Linked DNA regions of Mus musculus: regions 1, 3 and 4 are each linked to region 2. Evidence: chromatin contacts called from public Hi-C, Micro-C and promoter capture Hi-C data. All regions are on one chromosome and are shown on one strand. Each heading gives the region's core, a stretch centred on a gene start, on an enhancer-like site or on the middle of the called end of the contact. The rest is flanking DNA. Distances are from core to core; before and after follow the strand shown.

The links. Promoter capture Hi-C pulls out the DNA fragments that hold promoters and counts their contacts. A called contact is a pair of places that touch in the nucleus more often than the background predicts.
Region 1: a contact with region 2 is called in a Micro-C map of embryonic stem cells, with 3 times the contacts expected there. The contact joins the enhancer-like site here to the promoter of 4833418N02Rik in region 2. A contact is called at or near these places in 2 of 39 promoter capture datasets (the 3T3-L1 cell line and the SN4741 cell line), 4 of 484 Hi-C or Micro-C datasets (embryonic stem cells and forebrain), 9 of 115 datasets of contacts at active chromatin or transcription factors (bone marrow-derived dendritic cells, bone marrow-derived macrophages, craniofacial prominence and 4 more) and 2 of 9 other capture datasets (adipose tissue and liver).
Region 3: a Hi-C map of uterus shows a contact between it and region 2, with 8 times the contacts expected there. The contact joins the enhancer-like site here to the promoter of 4833418N02Rik in region 2. A contact is called at or near these places in 1 of 484 Hi-C or Micro-C datasets (uterus), 3 of 115 datasets of contacts at active chromatin or transcription factors (embryonic stem cells and pancreatic cancer cells) and 2 of 9 other capture datasets (adipose tissue and liver).
Region 4: a promoter capture Hi-C map of neural stem cells shows a contact between it and region 2. The contact joins the enhancer-like site here to the promoter of 4833418N02Rik in region 2. A contact is called at or near these places in 3 of 39 promoter capture datasets (the SN4741 cell line, cranial neural crest and neural stem cells), 15 of 115 datasets of contacts at active chromatin or transcription factors (the NIH/3T3 cell line, the SCID.adh cell line, bone marrow-derived macrophages and 7 more) and 4 of 9 other capture datasets (adipose tissue, embryonic stem cells, liver and 1 more).

What each region holds. Positions count from the first base shown.
Region 1 is chr17:87,468,796-87,472,320 of GRCm38.p6, forward strand. It overlaps Gm30938 (a long non-coding RNA gene), which reads right to left. Exons shown (of 4, transcript XR_385891.4): 3 at 2,902-2,996. Among named protein-coding and RNA genes, the nearest start is that of Gm30938, 4.0 kb to the right of the region's middle. Within about 2 kb of position 2,271, at least 23 of the 459 cell types and tissues checked have an H3K27ac peak or open chromatin away from gene starts, as enhancers often do. A contact at or near this core is called in embryonic stem cells and trophoblast stem cells, where this site is marked.
Region 2 is chr17:87,280,951-87,284,183 of GRCm38.p6, forward strand. It overlaps 4833418N02Rik (RIKEN cDNA 4833418N02 gene), which reads right to left and starts at 1,864. Exons shown (of 5, transcript NR_015506.3): 1 at 1,224-1,864. It overlaps Ttc7 (tetratricopeptide repeat domain 7), which reads left to right and starts at 1,936. Exons shown (of 20, transcript NM_028639.3): 1 at 1,936-2,460. The coding sequence starts at 2,274.
Region 3 is chr17:87,141,177-87,144,717 of GRCm38.p6, forward strand. No RefSeq gene overlaps it. Among named protein-coding and RNA genes, the nearest start is that of Socs5, 35 kb to the left of the region's middle. Within about 2 kb of position 1,310, at least 70 of the 459 cell types and tissues checked have an H3K27ac peak or open chromatin away from gene starts, as enhancers often do. A contact at or near this core is called in adipose tissue, liver, pancreatic cancer cells and 1 more, where this site is marked.
Region 4 is chr17:87,053,131-87,056,747 of GRCm38.p6, forward strand. It overlaps the pseudogene Gm24648. Among named protein-coding and RNA genes, the nearest start is that of Gm30421, 4.1 kb to the left of the region's middle. Within about 2 kb of position 2,046, at least 70 of the 459 cell types and tissues checked have an H3K27ac peak or open chromatin away from gene starts, as enhancers often do. A contact at or near this core is called in adipose tissue, bone marrow-derived macrophages, liver and 2 more, where this site is marked.

The DNA.
Region 1 (3,525 bases), core at 1,021-3,520, 190 kb after region 2:
AGTGAAGCCAGCGGCAGGAATGCAAGCAGAATGCTGTTCTCAGAAATCTCAGCTGAAGGTTCTTTCTCCATACTGTGTGTGGCCTGGGTGAACCGCAGAGCTTTGTGTGTGTGCACGTGAGAGAGAGAGGGAGAGAGAGACAGAGAGAGAGAGACAGAGACAGAGACAGAAAGACAGAGACAGAGAGAGATAGAGAGACAGAGACAGAGACAGAGACAGAGACAGACAGAGAGATCGAGAAAGAGAGAGCGAGGATTACCAGTGACAGGCAACACAACAAAGCGTGACACCTGTGAGCTGACTAGAATCGTTCTGTTATTAGGAAGGGAAAGACCAGGACAAACATCAAGAGTCACATCAAGGTGGCAGCAAGAGCTGGCTGCCCACCCTTGAGGATTCAGCACCAGTACTGACTGACCTTGACACAAAATTTGCCTCCAAATTCCACTGGGGAAATAGACAGGGACAAGGTCATTAAAGTCACACCAAGGGAGTTTTAGGGGAAGAGAAATGAGAGTCACTCCGAGGTTTTGTGCTTCGGTTTGTTTAACAGTCTGAAGCTTACGTTGGTTGTGAGAGTGACAGAGACTGGCTGTTGCCCTGGGTTCTACACATTGGCAAGAAAAATTCTACTGAAAGGCACAACCACGGTAGGCTAAAAGGAAAAGGTATGGGGCCTGAGACGGCAGTGCAGCTCAGTCCAAGCAAAGACTGAAGCCAGGAACTTAGCCGTTGTGGGAGACTTAGAAAGTTCTCGGCACAGTGTGATCAACCATATCTGTGTACGAAATGTCAGAGCAAAACTTATTTCTCTGCGTGCTCACCAAAGATAATCTTTTAAAAAGATAACAAATCCGGATGCTGGTGGGCTCACACCTTCAGTCCCAGCACTCAAGCTGCAGGGGCAGGCAGATCTGTCTCGCTGAGTTACAGTCCAACCTGATCTACATACTGAGTTCCAGGGCTGTATAGTGAAACCCAAACCATACATTTGCAACTATAAAATTCATGTTTCAGCTATGGGAACTACACCCACCTCTCCCACCACCCCTCTGCTGTGTGAACCAGGTCTACCTATCATCCTTCTCAAATATAGATTCCAAAATGCGGCCTTAGTCCAGTCAGCTATTATCTGGGTCAGAGCAAACTGTGATAAACAGCTACAGGGAGCCACCTCCTAAGGTGCAGTAAGACATTTACAGACAGGAATGTTTTACGCTAAGTGCGCACCTCAAAATGCATCTACTGGTCATGCTGGGAGGCCTACACTCAGAGGAAAATGGACAATAAGAAATGTTCTCAATGAAGCAGAGAAGTAAATGGAAAATGTAGGATACAGTTAACCCAGCACAGTCACTATGGAAGGCAGCTTTGCGTCCCTCCATAAATAACACATAAATAAATCTCCACACTCTGACAACTCCATTGCTGGGTATAAAACCTAAGAGAACTGAAAGCGGTTAAACAAACTTGTTTACAAATGTCGATGTCTACATCATCCACAACGGCGGAAAAGAATGAACAACCTAAATGTCCATCAAGGAATCAGTGAGTGACAATGGCCATTCAGTGGACTATTGATTATAGAGAGAAGCAAATACTGGTAGATGCCAAAGTGTAAATGGATCATGAAAACAGGAATTCAAGGCCAAGGGTTAGGAGCCCCGCCCCGCCCCGCCCTGCCCCACCCCGCCCCACCCCCATCACATGCAACTTCAGGAACAGAAAGGCAGAGGATGAGGAACGAGGAGGTGGAGAATGACAATGTGTACAGAGGTGTCACTGCAGTTCAGAGCATGATCTGCTCAGTCCTGGAGACCCCCAGGAGACCGCCAGAGACCACAAGGCCAATGTAGGCACATTAGAGTTCAGACTTGAAACACAATCCTCCCCGCAAGACCGATTAGGAATGCAATGCTCAGGTCTAGGGGCTTAGGGTTTATATAGGGGAAATGCACAAACAAGCTGGGGCCTTCAAGAACTGATAGCGTTTTGTTTTTTGTTTTTTGTTTTTTGTTTTTTTTTCCCAGACAAAAAAGAGAGACCGTATATCTAGAAAAGGCCCTCTTTGACCTGGAAAGGAGTAACTCGTTCTGTTATCAGTGGCCGGCCAGTGCGGTCTTTCCTGTTGTTGCGAGCTGGCTGTAGCTGTTTTTGACTGCTGGGAACGCTCGGTTGTCTCTTTCCCAGAGCCTAAGGGTGGGGGTCTTATCACTTCAAGGACATTAATTCTCTGCTTTCTCCAAAAGACAGGAGATAGCGATGCTGGAGGGAGAACTGGCTGCACTGGGGGTGGGGAGAGAAGGGTGGCTGCTGTTGCCTGACTGCCCCAGGGCTTACACTGAGGGGGAATGCTGGCTGCCTTTTGTTTCTTTAAGCATATGGCTTCAGAAGACAGGGGTTCAGACCCCAGCATCCTTAACAGGTGGCTCACAGCTATCACAAACTCTAGCACCCAGGCATTCAATACCCTCTCTGGCTTCTGTAGGGGCCAGTATCTACATGATGCTCATACATGCAAATAGACACAAATACATACATACACACCAAATAAAATAAGTCTTAGTGGATAGAAGATCTCCATGTGGGACCATTTAAAATGTTGAGCTTGGGTGTATGTTAAGCCTGAGAATCACAAGAGAAAGACCGGTTCCACAGATACTAGAATCCTAATCTTGTAAGTCATAATAAATCTAAATCCTCAGTGGATTTACCGTATAAGCCAGGAGACACTATCACTATCCCTGTCACTATCCCTGTCACTATCCCTGTCACTAACCCTGTCACTATCCCTGTCACTATCCCTGTCACTATCCCTGTCACTATCCCTGTCCAAAAAGCCCCTAACTCTCTCCTGCTTCCTCTCTTCCTCCATCCAACCCAGAAGTCCTGCCTACTCACCCAGTGATTGGTCCCTTTATTCATTGGGGGTGGGGTGGAGTTCACAAGAAGTCACCTGAGTATGCGACTCATCCGTTTGGTCCAGACAACCCTTCCTGAGAAAGCAGAATTAACATCAAAATACAGGCATCACCAGGGCCATTCACAACAAAAGGGCAAATCCATTAGACTGCCATAGTTTTCCATCAGGGCCAATCCGGGACAAGCACGCATCCTAACATATTTCCTGCCTCGGTACCTCCTGTCTACATGTGACCAAGCACATCTGGTTGGTGCAGTTGGGTCAAACAAACTTGTTTAGGGGAGTGAAAACATGAACAATACCCCCTCCACCCCCGGAATTCAGGAAGTGTCTGCCTTTGGGCCAGTGGTTTACAGGTTAGAAGTATTTTTATTCCATGGATTTCTTAGGCACAGTAGTTAACTCTTAAAACGTAAGCTGGTGATCATGTGAAGTGGTGCACACCCTGAATCAAGATCTCAAGATCAAGGCCAGTGCGGATCCTGTCTCAAAAGAACCAACTAACCAACCAACCAACCAACCAACCAACCAACCAACCAATGTCTGTAACTGAGAAGCAGTGATAGTTATATGCCATTTGAAACAGCAGGTATCTCCTGGGC
Region 2 (3,233 bases), core at 614-3,113:
CACGATGTTGGCTAGCAGCTTTGGTAAGCTGGCATCAGAGTGGTCTTGACTAAAGTTAATCCTGAATTTGTCTGTGAGATACAAGATTATGTAAATTAAATAAATAAATAACATTACTTTTCTTTAAAAAAAAAAAAAAAGGATCTTGCTATGTATCCCAGGCTGGCCTTGAATTCTTTTTAATCCCCCTGCCTTTAGTTTCCAAATACTATGACAGCAGGCGTGCACCACCACATGCAACAAACCCCACTTGCTACTTGCCTTTTATCTCACCAGATGTTATTAATGCAGTCACAGCTCTGTGACTTTTTCGTTTGTTCTTTTTCCTATAGGTTTCCACTCTCTCTTCCTAATGCTGGTCATTAGAAGATGAGGATCTTGGCTCTGCTAGCAAAGAGCTGAGACGCGGTCAGGCGCCTGGAGGAACACTTGCTTTGTATCTGAGGCACGAACTCTGTGCCCTCCCGTGCCCACACTCAAACTGATGATAGAGTCAAACAGACAAGAGCTAATGCTCTCTGCAGCCAGTCCTCCAGTATTTGCAACCGTGGTTGACAAAAGAATGGGAAGAAAAGATGGGGTTTCTTTGTTTCTATCAGTCTACCCTTCCCCTTTCTGTCAATCCTGCTGTTCCCTCTGGCCCCAGGGGTATCTCCCACTAACACTCTGACTAGGTAAATTGAAAACGCATTCTCAGGATACCCAAGTCAGTCTTTCACTCTTTCTGCCTTCCCCAACCCTCTCCCCACCCCATCCCCCTGCCCCACCGCCTCCGTGAAACCTAGTTCTGCAGAACCTCAGGTTCTGCACACAGGGGCAGGGAATCTTGCCTTCCAGGGAGGAAGGGGGCTTCATTTCGATCACACGGAGGAGCTGAAGTTTTGATAGGGACCGGCCCTGGTAATGGGCGTCAGGAGCCTGTGCTCTGATAGACCCGAAAACCTTAGTTCTGTACTGAAACTTGAAGCTGTAAATTTCCCGGCAGCAAGGGGCAGGGAGTGGAAGGACCTCCCGGAGAAGTAGAAAGCGGTCAGTTTCGAACTACTGAAAAGCTTGCCTGAAATCATTCTCGAACGTTTTCGGAATGGACCTCACAACAAGTGACTTAAGTACAGGCCCTGGGGATTTTTTTTTCAGTGTTGGCTGTGGTTTTAGCTACATCCTCAATTCCCAGGCAGGATTGACAGCTCCAGTTTCACCGAGGGTGGGGTCACGATACTTGCCTTCTAGCCAGGGTAGTCCTGGCTCCGCCCTCCAAGCCCCGCCCAGAGTCCTTTGAACTTCTGGGCACCGCTGGCCTTAGAGCGGAGCAGAGCGGAGTCGGGCGCTCCCTGGAGTTCTGATCAGCCTTTAGACACCAAAATAAAGTAGCAGCAAGTGGAAAATCAGCTGAGATCCTCTTTTAGAACCCAGAGTAGGCATTCCGATGGAAAGAGGAGTCCGGCAGTTAAAACAAACATAAACCCTCTCCGAGTTGGGGACATCCGAAGAGCTTAGGGACTTGCCCCGGCCGGTCTATCCGCAGCCCTGCGGGCGGGCGCGTTGCATCCGACCCGGATCCGCCAAGAGCCCGGGACCAGGACTGTCCTGTCGGCCGCTCCTCGGATTTGTGACGTGCCTCAGGCTGTGGCGGTGACGGGGCCACCACACAAAGCCGGGCGGTCCGGGCGGAGGACCCCAGGCCAAGAGTCCTGACGGGATGGGGAGGGAACGGGGAGCGAGGCGCCCCCGGGCTCCCGGGCTCCCCGCAGCATTAAAGTGAGCACCCAGTCAGCGGCGGGGAGCCGGCGGAGGGCGGCCCGAGATCGCCGTGTGCGCGCTTGGCTTCTGTGGCCTCGCTGGCGGTCGGCTCGCCTAGCCCGGCGGGGGATAGCCACGCCCACTTTGGGGTGGAGCCGCGGCCCGGGGAGGTTCCGCTGTTGGAGACGCCCGGGCACGGGGCGGGAGCTGTGGCAGCAGCTGCTGCACAGGAGGAGACAGCAGCGTCAGGAGCTGCTGCAGCAGCGGCGGAGGCTGCTTCTGGACGCCTTGGGGTCGCGCAGCCGCAGCCCCAGTCCAGAGGCTCCAGGCGGTGCGGTGGGCGCTGCCGCCGCCGCTGCTGCTGCTGCTGCTGCGGGCCCCTTGCCGTTACCCGGGCCCCCTCTGCCACCCGGGCCCCGGATGCCGTCTGCACTCCCGTCAAGCCTGCTGGAGAGTGCTCCCCAGCCTGGACGCCGCCCCCGGCCTGGTCTCCACTCCTCCGCCGCACCTCCCATGACAGCTCCTGCTCGAAGATGGCTGCGAAGGGCGCGCACGGCACCCACCTGAAGGTGGAGAGCGAGGTGGAGCGCTGCCGCGCCGAGGGCCAGTGGGACCGCATGTTCGAGCTGGCCCGGCATCTGCAGATGCTGGGCATTTCCGGCGGCGGCAGTAGCAACCGGCGAAACAGCCCGAGCGGCAGGTTCACCACTCTGGACACCGGTGAGTGAGGGAAGGGCAGATTCGCCCGGAGCGAGCGCGCGAAAAGCACCGCCTCGTCCAGGAAGCGCGACTCAACCGACCCGTCCCGGAGCCGGCGCTGGGTGCTACCCTCCGGCTTGCCGAGGCAGTTAGGAAAGTCGTCTGTCCCAAGAGAAAAATCGCTTTGCAGATTGGGTGTTTGAAGAGAAGAGAGAGAAAGAGAAAAGTTTGTGCTCTCTGCCTTTTAAGGTCACGTGGGTAACCCTACCCTGAAATGGAGGTTTCTGTAGGTATCAGAGAAGTGCATTCATTAGACCGGACCGTTGCCTCCCTAAACTGTCGAAACTCCCTCATGTTAAATTTGTTCCTCTGTGTCTTCTCTTATTTTCCCCTCAAATAAAGTTGAGACCAAGCTCTGTCCACAGCAGACTTAGACCGATGCGTTTGGTCAGAGAAGAGGCCGGCGAACCTCAGTTTCTTCGCCAGTGGCGGACACTGGCCCCATCCAGTCCTGGCAGCCTGTGGCTTTTGCAGCAGGGCTGGTTTAGTTGGGCTGGGCTCTTGTGCTGGGGCGGGAAAGCACCCTGATGGGGTAGAGGGAGAACCCCGCCCAGTCTTCAGACCCAGATCCTGTTTCGGGTGTCTTGCTCTCTGCGGTGGGAGAGGTTCAGAGCCCGCCGCGTGTGCACACCCACCTTTTCCGAAGTGGGCAGAGAATAAGTCCGACTATAAAGAGTTTTCCAAAACCACCCAGCCCGGGACACCTCTGTGGGAGCGATGGGGTGATTATAACC
Region 3 (3,541 bases), core at 60-2,559, 140 kb before region 2:
GGCTTCCTGTGCTCAGGTACCATGCGTCTGTCTTCTCACATCTTCCTGGGTCAATCTCCCACACCTGGCTCTATCCCAGAATTCTTTGTGCCTCCGGGATGTCCCACCTATTCTACCCTTTCCTATAGGTCATAGGTCTTCTTAATTGATGGGTGATGCATCCATACAGTACACAGATAATCTCTCTACAAACTGAACGTCTGCAAAAAGGGGAAACAAACCTGCCCTGGATGGAGTCCAGACGATGCCAGTATTGTGGGTCGGTCACTTCTGCAGGCACCAGGTCTTGGTTTGTTCATCTTGGTTTTGTTTCTGTGCTTGGACTTCCGAATCTAGAGTATTTTACTGGCTGAGCATCTCTCTTTTGCTCAAATTACCTTTCTTCTTTCATCAGGGGCATTTACAGTGTTCAGGGAAGGCCTAGGTCTTAGTGGGGTAGACATGTTCGTTTTCCTCTGTGAGGCTGGGTGCAGGAACTTCCCCAGTGGCCTAGGAACACCAGGGACCCCACTTGCCACAGGAGGTGGTGTAGGTTGGGCTCCTGGAGCAGAAATCCTGGGTGGGAGGGAGCTGTTCTCGGGCCTGATACAGCACAAGCTGTGCTTGGTGCCTGGTGCATTGTCACCACACAATCTCTTTTTGTCCTATAACGGTGAAAATCTGTCATACACTAAATGGTTTTGTGTTTTTCCATCTTCATAAAATGGGTGCAGTTATGCACTTAAACCTAACTTTTACCCTGATTCTCTTTCAATACATGATAAATTATTTTATTTGTGCTTGTCTTAAAACTACGACATTTTAAAAACAGTTGAATCGTAATACTTTTAGTTTCATTATCTTACAAATATTTTGTGCCCTTAAGTGTAATTGAGACAGTGTTGAATTTTAATACACCAAGAGACTAGTGAAATGTCTGGCTGAGTAGTTCCAACTTTGAGAATTCATAAATTGTGCCACTAAAATACTGTCTCTGCTTTTTAGCAATTTCTTTCTTGATAAAGAGCCAAAAGTCTCAAATTGTTTTCTAGAATTCGGTGTTTGCGTAACAGCTGTCACGGAACTCAGAAGTGAGTCCTGCAGGGAGCCTTTATGGGAAGGTGAAATAGACCACTGTCGGCAGTAAAACGGCAACTAGATTTTCTTTTTAAGTCAGAGTCAGAATTTCTTTGGAAATAAGATGATTCTTGGTTTCTTTCCCTGCTTCTGTTGATAAAATGACCTGACTTAGGACAGAAGGGTTTGTTTTAGCTCCCACTTCCAAGTCCGCGGTGACGTCACCCCTACAGCCAGAGGAGCAGGACAGATGCTGGTGCGCAGCTCACTGGCTCCATTTCCTGCAGTCCAGGGTTCCCACTGGGAGTGTTCCTGCCCACAGTCAAGATGGTCTCTCAAATATAAACCCAGAGCCCCCGCCCCTCCCCCTGTCCTCGCCCCGCCCCCTTCCAGATAACCCGTTCCTGTCTGACAGCTAATACCAACCAACCCCGATTCTATCCAGGGTTTGGGAAGTCGCTCAGGTGTTGGTTTTGTGTGAAGAATGCGGATGTGTTTTTCTGCCTGGCTCTTCCGAGTGTGGGTCTCATGGAGTATGCCAGCAAATGGACCAAGCTCTGTTGTTATCATTTTTGGCCGTGGCTTCTCCAGCCTTGCTTGCCAACATTGCATTCAAATAATACTTTTCTTTCATAAGGTCAGAGATTTTTTTTTTTAAGCATCCATGTTACTTTCCTAAAGTTCTGTGGGTAACTTCTCATGAATTCCAGTACAAAAAAAAACAGATGTCTACGTAGGCATGCATATGATTTGACAAATACAGAAAATGGAAATAATTTCTTCTATGCTAATGACTTGAAACCACATAGGAACTTCGGTGGAACATGAAAGAGTAGTATTTTGGAAATTGAAAACTACTTGAGGAGCAGTGGGGTTTTAAATGGTTTGCGATTACAGTCTCACAATTCATTGAATTTGCCCTCTGCAGGACAGGACAGGTGTAAATTGCCCTTCCATAAGAGTGAAGAGACTCAGTGAATGAGCCATAGAAATGGGCGTTTGTTCCCTGCCTTGTGGACAGGAAGTTGCCACTCTAGGTAGCTTTGAAAACCACACAAGAGATAAGGAACTTCGTGGCTGTATAGAGAATGAGGAAATTCAAGGAGAAGGTACACAGCAAACGAATACTGAAGAGAGGCCTCGTGTACGCAGAGCCGTCCAACTGAAATCCGGGTCTTAAGTCATACGATACTGGATGCTGTTTAACTTTTAACGAAGAGCAATGCCCTCGAGCCAGCAATCATCTGTGTATTGATGCGCTCCCTGGGAGGTGGGACATGAGAGTGATTAGGGACCGAGGCTGAGGGGGCGCCTGCCACACGAAGGGTCTTAGAGGCTGAGGGGAGCCTGCCACACGTGTATGGTCTTAGGCTTTTTTGACCTTTGTTTCTTCCTGTCACTAATCAAATAAAAACCTCACAGAGCCATATTTGGAAGTTTCATCAGAGGAGGGAATACAGCACCATTATTGATTTTTAGAATTCTGTGGCACATGGAGATAGAATAATTCAGTATCCGCTCGTACGTCAGAGCAGTTTATTCATAGCAATTTGTGGTGCTGGGAATCAAAGCCAGACCGTGTGCGTATGAAGCAAGGGTTCTACTGGGGAGCTACCTCCTACTCCTTACTGATTGTGGTGGGAAAGAACAATTTTCTTCCAAGCATGTTAACAGTGTTCCATACTTGTGGATTATTGTCAGCCTGAGTGGGCTGTGCCCCGGCTTGGCTGCTGTTCATCGGTGGGTTTCTCATTCCCGACAGGGCCTGATTTCTCACCTGCTTAACACGGAGGTGTGGAAATATGAAACCAAATAATCTTGGAGATGTGCATAGCACAGTGCCTGGCATGGGTGGCTGTTCTCAGTGTCCTTGTACCCATCTACACACAGGAATCCAGAGCGCCTAAGTGCAAGGCCAGTCTTCCTTTCTCTACGAAAGGCTCCACTAAAAGATAAATTGAACCCGTAGTTCTAATTGAAAGACTGTTTGTTCAATATGGGGTTTTATAAAAGGACATAGTCAGAATGTTGATACATTACCTCTGAGCTTTGTGGAAAAAAAATTTCATAAAAGTTCTTGCTTAGAAAATTACTAGGACACGGGTAGAATAAAGCACGCTGTAATTCTATTGATTTTAATGCTCATAAAATGTTTTAGTTTTCCATCAGGTAAAAGAATTTGTCTTGGGAATCAATAGAGGCAGGGTTGTAGATTCAAGCTTTGACATCCTGGTAGAGATGTGGCGATGCCTGTGGTCCCATAGTCTTCTCTGAGGTCAGCTGCTGTTGACCTGTGTTCAGGCCTTCACCATAAGAGGGTACAAGCACATCAGTGGGGGTCGACACCGCTTTCATCTCCAGCCACAGTCAACAAGAAAGAAACTCCAAGCCACCCCACTCAACATCCTTAGAGGCAAAACTTAATCCCACCATAAATCACTGGATGGCTCTTCCAACTCAAGACGGCTGATGCTGGGCTGGGGAT
Region 4 (3,617 bases), core at 796-3,295, 230 kb before region 2:
TCTCAAATTGTCCTTTCAGCTCTATATACATGCCACACATCACATGCTTGGCAGCAAAGGAATAAATAAATAAATAAATAAATAAATAAATAAATAAAATATATGTAGGTTTTTAAAATGTTTAAAATTTGCCATATCACCTCTATCTCTGTGTGTGTGTGTATATACATATACATATATATATATATATATATATACACATATATATCTTTTATGCATTCTTACTCTTTTTCTTCTTTTTAAAGATCCCTTTTTTTATATGTTTAAGAAAACTAGTTTTCCAGGACCACTCATTGAAAGTCTACTATCCCCTATAAGCCACTGTCTCCTATAGTCACTGCCCCCTATAGCCACTACCCATATAGCCACCACCCCTATAGCCACTGCCTCCTATAGCCACCACTTCTATAGTCACTGCCCCCTATAGCCACCTCTAGTGTCTCTTCTGCCACATGTGTGCAAGGGTACTCTGTTCTGCCTCTCCCTTCTGTTCTAGTGTGTGCTTCTTTATTTCTGTACTAATAACAAAGTTATCATTTCTATTGTTGAATGCATTCTTTTCTTGTACTCCTTCTTGTCTCTACTAAAAGGCACACAGAACAATGGATCCTGGGTTACAAACAAGTATTTGTTTAGCACTTGCCTTTTAAGTCTTTGTCCACCAGCTCAACAAAAAGAAAATCCACCCAAACGCTTCTAATAATGAACGAGCCTTGATACTTAGTAAGCGAAGTTTCAGTCTTGATACTTAGTAAGCTAAGTGTCTCTAATGAATGAGTCTCGATACTTAGTAAGCGAAGTTTCCCTTCTTTAGAAGCATCATGTCTGTCCTCTGCTCTTGGCTGTTTCCTGTCAATTTTTGTGATGGTTAGTCAGATTCCAAAAGAGAACATCCTGTATGTGAAGCAAGGGCAGGGGTAGGCAGCGAGAGACTGAGGAGACTGAGCCGTGAGAGGGAGGCCATGTGGGGACAGAGCATGTGTCAGAACCCCCGCATGGCTGAAGTCCAGGGAGCAAGGACTCATGGGGGCAGAATATGGCAGCCCTTTACAGAGGCGCTCAGCCAGGGTCAGAGCATGTGGCTCTCTCCATGTCTCAGTAACTCTAGATGTCACTGAGCCTCCTGTGGAGAGATTTGTTAAAAACTAGAACCTCTCACTCTGAAATAGCTGAAGCCAAATAACTTAATTGTTGAACTCAGTTCTAGACTAAGAAGATAAGTAAAAAAAGGAAAGACAAGACAAGAATTTGGGGTTCAGACTCATAGTGATCAATTATTCCTGCAAAGGGACAATCCTAGTTGGATCAAAAGCTTCCTAAGAGGCTCTTGTATGAACCCATGCCACGGGTTTCTATTTTGTTTACTTGCGGTAATGGTTATTGGGAATTTACTACGAAGCTGCATCTCTTCTAAGCACATTGAGGACGTAGCTGACGTAAGGACCCCTCAAAATCCGAACTGACTCCAAGTATGACTCCAACCAATGATGGAGTAGTGGGCATTTTCCTCTGAGGAAGAGATGGCTGAGAAAAAGCAGAGAATTCTCTTTATGTACAGAGCTCTGACAATCAGTCCTCGAACTAGGCTTTGGGACTTTTTCCTAATGGATCTTACTTATTTAACCCAAATGGAAAAGATGCAAACCAGGAGTTATCAGGTTGTACCACGGAAAACAAGGGCAGACAAGATGCTGACTCTATCATCTGTGAAGACAGGAAGGCAGGAAGGAAGGGCAGGACGATGGATAGCTACCCTCCACACTTAGGGCACCCGTGATGTGCTTGCTCGAGGTTGCACGAACAAAGGCTTGGCCCTCTGCTCTGGACCAGGAAGTCCTTGGTGTCAGACACCAAGTTTTGGCATCAAGGATTTTTCAACAAGGAAGGCAGCTGCCTGAAATCCTTTGTGGAGCAAGACAAGTTATAAATAGACCTATAAATTTTTGTAAGCAGAAGGCAACAGGCTTAGCAGAGCTGCTCTTCCCCTTTGGTTCTTCCTCCACGCCTTGCCTATCAAATCCCTGCTGCCAGGCAGAGCCGTCTGCCTACTAGCCAATCCGCTGCTCCAGGAGCGCAGCCAGGGTGGAAACTGGCTTCTATGACAACCTCAGGTTGTGACCTTGCTTGTGAAGGAGAGTAAATCTTCCTAACTTACCTCTAGCTAATTGGGCAGGAGATAAAGGAGACAGAATGCAGTGTATCCTCTCTAACTGGCTGGTCGCAGCATTAATCCATCCCTTGCAGAGGCAGCCTTGGCTTAGCAACAGACTGGGGAGAAGAGCTGTGTGCTGAGACCTGCTCTGTGGGTGTCTGTGTGCTCAGGAGCAGGGGTAGGGGCATTTCATCTCTTCTAGCAAATGCAGAGGCATCTGGGCATGCAGATGTAGGATTATTTGGGACCTGGAATCTGAGACTTTACTGGGCTCAGAAACACTTGGAGACTCATTAAAGCACAGGTTTCCAGGGGTCCCTCCCAATGTTTCTGATCTGGTAGAATTAAGGTAGGGTCTAAGGACTTTCATTTCTCATAAACCACCGGATGGCACTGGTACTGCCAGTCTGAGGAGGATGCTTTGAAAACCTTTTGTTTGGCTCAACTTCCTGATTTTTGCAAACAAGGAAAACAAACCCCCTAACAGTTGGTTTAAAAAAAAAAAGATATGTCTAAGAGTCCCACACTAGTGACTGGCTTCAGCCAGAGTAGTCCAGAGATTTCTAGACTCTTGTTTTGGTATTCCCTCTACCCCTTCAGGCTGGCAGAGGACCAGAATTAAAATAGCAAGGTGCTATTTTAATCACAAATATATTGCCCTTTATGACTGAGAATGGCCAGTCTCATACACTGGCCCTCCCTAGCCCAACACAGGCTCTTCAGGCTCAGCACATAAGTAGCCCACTCTGGTTCATCATCCACTATCCAGTGGAGGGTCAGACAGTTGCCATAGCTGGTGCCCACTTCTAAGAGTCTGGCATCTATTTTACTGCCCTGCTCTCCTTGTTAGTCAGTGAACCTGAGATCTGAGGGCTCTTGCACTGTCCACTGACTACACTGACCGGCTCTGAGCTATAACTCTTTCTATAGCCTCCATGTGCTTTGTTTGGCATTGGTGCCTGACATTTTGCTTCATTGCCCCACTTTTCTTGAAGCTAGAATTCTACTCGGAACGATCATATATGTGGAGGTTGGGTCGGGGGTATTGGCAGTGGGGGTTGGATGGGGCATGGTGCTGATGCTGATGAACTCTTCTCCTGGTCTCATTCCTGCGTTGGAGCACTCACCTATACTCAAACCTGATATCTAGTGCTCAAGCTCCACCCAGTTCAAAAGAATCTCCTGCTGCCTGCAGATCAAGATGGAGAGCTCTCTCATCTCTTTCTCCAGCAGCATGTCTGCCTGGACGTTGCCCTGCTTCCTGCTCCCCGCCCTGATGATAATGGACTGAAGCTCTGAACCCGTAAGCCAGCCCCAATTAAATGTTGTCCTTATAAGAGTTGCCTTAGTCATGGTGTCTGTTCACAGCAATGGAAACCCTAACTAAGGCACACTCACACACACACACACGCACACACACACACACACACACACACACGAACAATAAGTAAAAATGTAAAGAACA